Regions from separate parts of the Sus scrofa genome. Here region 2 is linked to region 1. Evidence: chromatin contacts called from public Hi-C data. All regions are on one chromosome and are shown on one strand. Each heading gives the region's core, a stretch centred on a gene start, on an enhancer-like site or on the middle of the called end of the contact. The rest is flanking DNA. Distances are from core to core; before and after follow the strand shown.

The links. A called contact is a pair of places that touch in the nucleus more often than the background predicts.
Region 2: a contact with region 1 is called in a Hi-C map of liver, with 2.4 times the contacts expected there. The contact joins two enhancer-like sites. A contact is called at or near these places in 1 of 5 promoter capture datasets (liver) and 2 of 47 Hi-C or Micro-C datasets (heart right ventricle and liver).

The regions. Positions count from the first base shown.
Region 1 is chr3:28,607,342-28,610,252 of Sscrofa11.1, forward strand. It overlaps a transcript of BFAR not described here. Among named protein-coding and RNA genes, the nearest start is that of PARN, 8.0 kb to the right of the region's middle. Within about 2 kb of position 1,355, at least 30 of the 83 cell types and tissues checked have an H3K27ac peak or open chromatin away from gene starts, as enhancers often do. A contact at or near this core is called in liver, where this site is marked.
Region 2 is chr3:28,902,898-28,905,597 of Sscrofa11.1, forward strand. No RefSeq gene overlaps it. Among named protein-coding and RNA genes, the nearest start is that of MIR365-1, 4.0 kb to the right of the region's middle. Within about 2 kb of position 1,439, at least 2 of the 83 cell types and tissues checked have an H3K27ac peak or open chromatin away from gene starts, as enhancers often do. A contact at or near this core is called in liver, where this site is marked.

The sequences.
Region 1 (2,911 bases), core at 105-2,604:
AGCTGTAGCCACCGGCCTACGCCAGAGCCACAGCAACGCAGGATCCGAGCCGCATCTGCAACCTACACCACAGCTCACGGCAACGCCAGATCGTTAACCCACTAAGCAAGGGCAGGGACCGAACCCGCAACCTCATGGTTCCTAGTTGGATTCGTTAACCACTGCACCACGACGGGAACTCCCGGTTTCATTCTTTAGTCGCTCAACTAACATTCAAGAAAATCAATTAATACAATAATTTTTATTGAGTTTATCAAAGAAGACCACATTAACTCCAAGTTTAGGAAGTTTTATAGCTTAGCTTATAAAGATTCCACGTGGTGACGGCTAATTCTTCAGGAAACGTAATGATCAGGCTGCTTGGTTCAGTGGTATGTAATTATGGTTCTACTTTTTTACTCCACAAAACACTGACTGTGACTGCAATACGTAGCTAACATTTTAGGAATGATCCTCTGAAGAGCTAATTTTTGGGGATTCCAGCCTGAAACACATAATCTCAATCATTTCTGAGAAGAGATGTCTGCTGCAAAATAAAAAGGTTTTGGCTTTAGATGGGTCTCTAGGGAGGCTCTTTCTTCTCATGACATGTTACCTGACAACAGAGAAGGACAATGGCTAATACTTACTGAGCCCTTAGGCCATGTGAGCGGCACGACAACCCCATGGGATAATTATCACTATCATCTCCATTTTACAGATGAGACCGTGGAGGCCTACTTAGTATAGGACAGAGTTGGGTTTTTTGTTTGTTTGGTTGGTTGGTTTTTAGGGCCGCACCCGTGGCAGGCTAGGGGTCCAATCGGAGCCACAGCCACAGCCACGAGGGATCTCAGCCACGTCTGCAACCTACACCACAGCTCATGGCAATGCTGGATCCCTGACCCACTGAGCGAGGCCAGGGATCGACCCCACATCCTCAAGGATACTGGTTGGATTTGTTTCTGCTGCGCCACGACGGGAACTCCCAGAGTTGGGTTTTAAATCATAGTCTGATAGACCTGTAACACCACGCTGGTCTTGGCCACATCACAGAGCTGCTGCCACGACACTGAGAAATCTAAACTAGAATCTGACATCACTGCAGGCTGAAGCAGGAACTCCAGCTTGTGGCCGTGAGGGTGAGCAGGCTGTTCCTCCGATGAAATAAACAAGCAGAAACATTCACGAGAGCAACAGGGGTGAGGGTGACTGGGTAAGTCCCTATTTCTGATACCCCAAGTCCACTCCTGGGGACATGCCTATAAACCCTGGCAGAACACCACTGACCATAAATGTCCAAAGAGTGGCCACCCGTTTGTAGTGATTATGAGATAAAAAAAATGTGTCCGGATGTAGCCGGCCAAGGGTCGGAAATGACAATAAAGAGAGAACCTTATGAGTACTTCCTGCAGGCGGTGGAAACTGGCTTTCATTAACATAAGTGTTTCCAGGCTCTTATTGTATAAAATGGTGTTGTTCCAGCTCCACATAGACAAATTTGCTTTTGAGCCAGGGTCAGAAATCACTAGGGCAAAGGGAGCCTGACTCGCTGCCTGAACTCGGAGGCGGGGTGATTTACTGCCTGTGACTGGTGTTGGGCAAGATAAGCGCACACTGCGAAGGGTGTCCTGGCTCTCTCCTCTGTCGGGTCTATTCTGTAGCATGTTTTCAACGACCTATCTTGTATTAAACACTGAAGATGTTCCAGTAACTCAGAAAGTAATCAAACACTGCTGGTGGTTACTGGTAACCCACACCTCGGCTCTCGGTTTTTAAACTGTCCCCCTCTGATTCACACCCTATAAACAAATGACGCCTTTTCAGGTTTTGCACACGACTGTTCGAGGAGGCTCTGCCTCTCCAACCTGACTCTGATCTTAAGGTCAGGAACCAAGCCGGAGAATTCTATCTTTGGACTGGAGGGTAACTGGCACAAAGCTGGGTTCTAGATATTTGCAGCTGAAAATCAAATCCACAGATATCTGGCTTCTATCACAGAAATTTCTTAGAACCTCCTTCGGAATCACCTGGGAAGTTCGGTGAACTCCAGTAAGGATACTTGGGAGAGAGGTCGAGGAATGTTCATTTTAAACAAGCCCCTTAGAATATTCTTGGGTACATGGAAGCCTGGGAAGTGGAGAGCTGTTATGTAAAAAGAAAAACTTACATGCTGAGTATATGTTTCAGACAAGGGATGGGTGAGATTTTAACAAAATCAAGTTTAAATAACACTCCTGACCTCATTTCTTTTTTTTTTTTTTTTTTGTCTTTTTGTCTTGTTCTTGTTGTTGTTGCTATTTCTTGGGCCGCTCCCACGGCATATGGAGGTTCCCAGGCTAGGGGTCCAATCGGAGCTGCAGCCACCGGCCTACGCCAGAGCCACAGCAACGCGGGATCCGAGCCACGTCTGCAACCTACACCACAGCTCACGGCAACGCCGGATCGTTAACCCACTGAGCAAGGGCAGGGACTGAACCCGCAACCTCATGGTTCCTAGTCGGATTCGTTAACCACTGCGCCACGACGGGAACTCCCTGACCTCATTTCTTCTTCAGTCCTCTCCACTGCTTGAAACATCATCCTGGAGCAAAATTCTGATCAAGCCCTTTCTTTGCTCAAAACCTTCTCAACGATGAGAATATAAAACCTATGGTCATTAAGTTTGTCATTTAAGAATCTTTATGACTGGCTGCAAACAACATAACTTTTCTTTCCCTTTTTGGCCACGCCCTTGGCATATAGAAGTTCTTGGGCCAGGGATCAAATCCAAGCTACAGCTGTGACCTAAGCCATCCTTAACCCACTGCACTTGGCCAGGGATCAAACCTGCACCACAACAGCAACCCCAGCTGCTGCTGTGAGAATGCCGAATCCTTAACCCACTGCACCACAAGAAAACTCCATAGATCTTTTTAATGAAGAGCACAAA
Region 2 (2,700 bases), core at 189-2,688, 300 kb after region 1:
TACAACACTTTCCTCTTTAAAGGCTACTCAGTTGACAGGTATTAAAATTACAATTTTTGAAGTCCCCTTGGTGCCTATCATGGCAATCACTAACGACTCCTCAGAGTTGTCAGTTCCAAGAGCTTCATCATCCCCTCAAGGAAAGAGGAGTCAGCTCAGCCTCTGCCAAGCGCCGCTGGTCTCTGTTCTATTTTTTTTTTTTTTTCCTTTCCTTTAGGGCCACACCTGCAGCATATGGAGGTTCCCAGGCTAGGGATCGAATCAGAGCTGCAGCTCTGGCCGACACCACAGCCGCAAGCAACAGGAATCCAAGCCACATCTGAGACCTACACCACCGCTCACGGCAATGCCAGATCCTAACCCACTGAATGGGGTCAGGGAGCGAGCCTACAGCCTCATGGATACGAGTCAGTTCTTAATCCACGGAGCCACAGTGGGAACTCCTGGTCTCTGTTCTTGAAACACAACTCAAGTCACTTCACAGAGGTGGGAGAGGCTGCGGAAGAACGAGGGCAGGGCCAAGTTCGTTCTAACTGAGAGGCAGGTTTGAGGGTCTGGACCAGGGTAGGCAAAGGAAGAGCATGTGGGCCCAAAGCAGCCTGCTGCCTGACTTTGCAAATAAAGTTTTCGTGGAACACACAGCTGCCTCCATTCATTTTGCTGATTGTTGCCGGCTGGCTTCTTGTTACAGCAGAGTAGCTGTGATAGGGACAGGATGGCCTGCAAAGCCTAAACTATTGAGGATCTGACCCTTTTCAGAAAACGTTCACTGACCTCTGAGATGGAAGATCCAGGCTCCTCACACGCTGGGTGTGTGGGCTTGGACAAGTCCATTCCTCTCTCTCAGCTTGTTTCCTCGTGGCAAAGCCAGACACAGTAACACTGCCTCCCTTCTGTGTTGCTTGTGCAACAAAAATGACTTCATCCGTGTGGAGGGCTTAGCTCTTATAAAACACTCAGTATAGGGTGATGGTTATGATGTTATTTAGAAAATGAGGATGGTTAACTCCTATTTCACATGATTATTCTCTGAAGCGACCGGAGATCAAGCCTGTGAAAACAGGTGGCAAAACACACGGTTATTATTGGTGCGAGCATCTTAAAGGCTTTTGAGATGATTCTCTGCTTCTCAGGAAAGCTAAGTAAGTTTTTTGAGGAGCAAATGGGGGAACTGGGAGGGTGGAGCTAAATTCTCATTTCGGAGGCAAAAGGATCTTTAGTCCCCAAATCCAAACCCTCTCGTTGAGCTGTCTGGGAAACTCTGCCCCCTGATCCTTGGCTGGGACTTGAACCTGCGCAGAACTAAAGCTGAAAAACCTGGCTGTTCTTTGGGCCGCCTTGGCATCGTCCCCAATAACAGGAGCTCAGGAATCCAGGCCTGTGTGTCTTTAAACACTTGGGTTGCTGCTACGGGCTCCACCAGAACCTGTTTAAACAGTAATCTGCTACAAGATATTAGCGCGCAGGTTCACAGGGGTGGGGAGACCTTTGTCTCCATACCCTTCAGGGAACTGTCCAGAAGCCAGCTGGGGGTGGCTGCCACGGATGACCTGCTTTAGTTTGGGAGCTACAGCCGCCTCCCATTCATTCTTTGTTTCACAACTTTTAAGTGAGCAGCTAATATCTGCCAGGCCCTGGGGATACGGCAATGCATGAATCACCCCCTGCCCCCGGCAACTGCCCTACCTCCCGTCTAATGGGAGGCAACAAACAATCTAATAGGCATCTGGGTGATCTGGTCCTGTAATAAGTCCTGCATTCGCCCCAGGATTTCAGTCCCACACTAAATACTGTACCGATGAACTGGAAAACCAATCTGGACCAGCTGTGTGATACACGGATGGCAGGAGTTAAGCGTGCCGGCTTCGGAGTAAGTCAGATCTGGGCAGGACTGGCTCTGTAATTTGCAAAATAAAAACGTGAGCCCCTTGTTCCAAAATTATTCAGAAATTCACAGAGTTCCCTTCGTGGCCCAGCAGAAATGAATCCAACTACCATCCATGAGGACCCGGATTTGCTCCCTGGGCTCTCTCAGTCGGTTAAGGATCCGGTGTCGCCCCAAGCTGTGGTGTAGGTCGCAGACGCGGCTCGGATCCCGAGTTGCTGTGGCTGTGGCGTAGGTCGGCACCTGCAACTCCAATTCGACCCCTAGCCTGGGAACTTTGACATGGCCACAGGTGCAGCCCTAAAAAGCATAAAAAAGAAGAAGAAACTCAGGATGACACGAGCAGAGCATTGAACTAGTGGGGTCCACAACCATGAAGCCAGCCTTGTACCGGGGGTCAAACTGCTTTCCAGCTGGATACCCTGGATTTATCTCTTCACCTGCCTCAGCATCCTTTTTCTCATCTGAACAAGAGGTGGGAAGGCCTAGGGGAGGGCTGGCTATTAAGTGAGAAGGCAGCAGGTAAAGCATTGAGCAGGAGGGCGAGCTCGGTGTTACTGTGTTCTCTGCCAGCGGTGACGGCTGCCTTTCATCCTATGAGAACAGCGCACATTTATGATTCTGAGATGATAGCTCAGACTTAGCATATAGTTGATGCCAGACGCTGCCTTTAGTTCTTTACAGATGTCCATTTCATCCTGCACACAGCCCTATTGTGTAGGCACCATTTAGCACCTAGAGATGGGGAAACTGGGACCCAAGGAGGAGCGGGAACTTGCTTGAGGTCTCACACCAGTCAGTGGAAGAATCCAGAT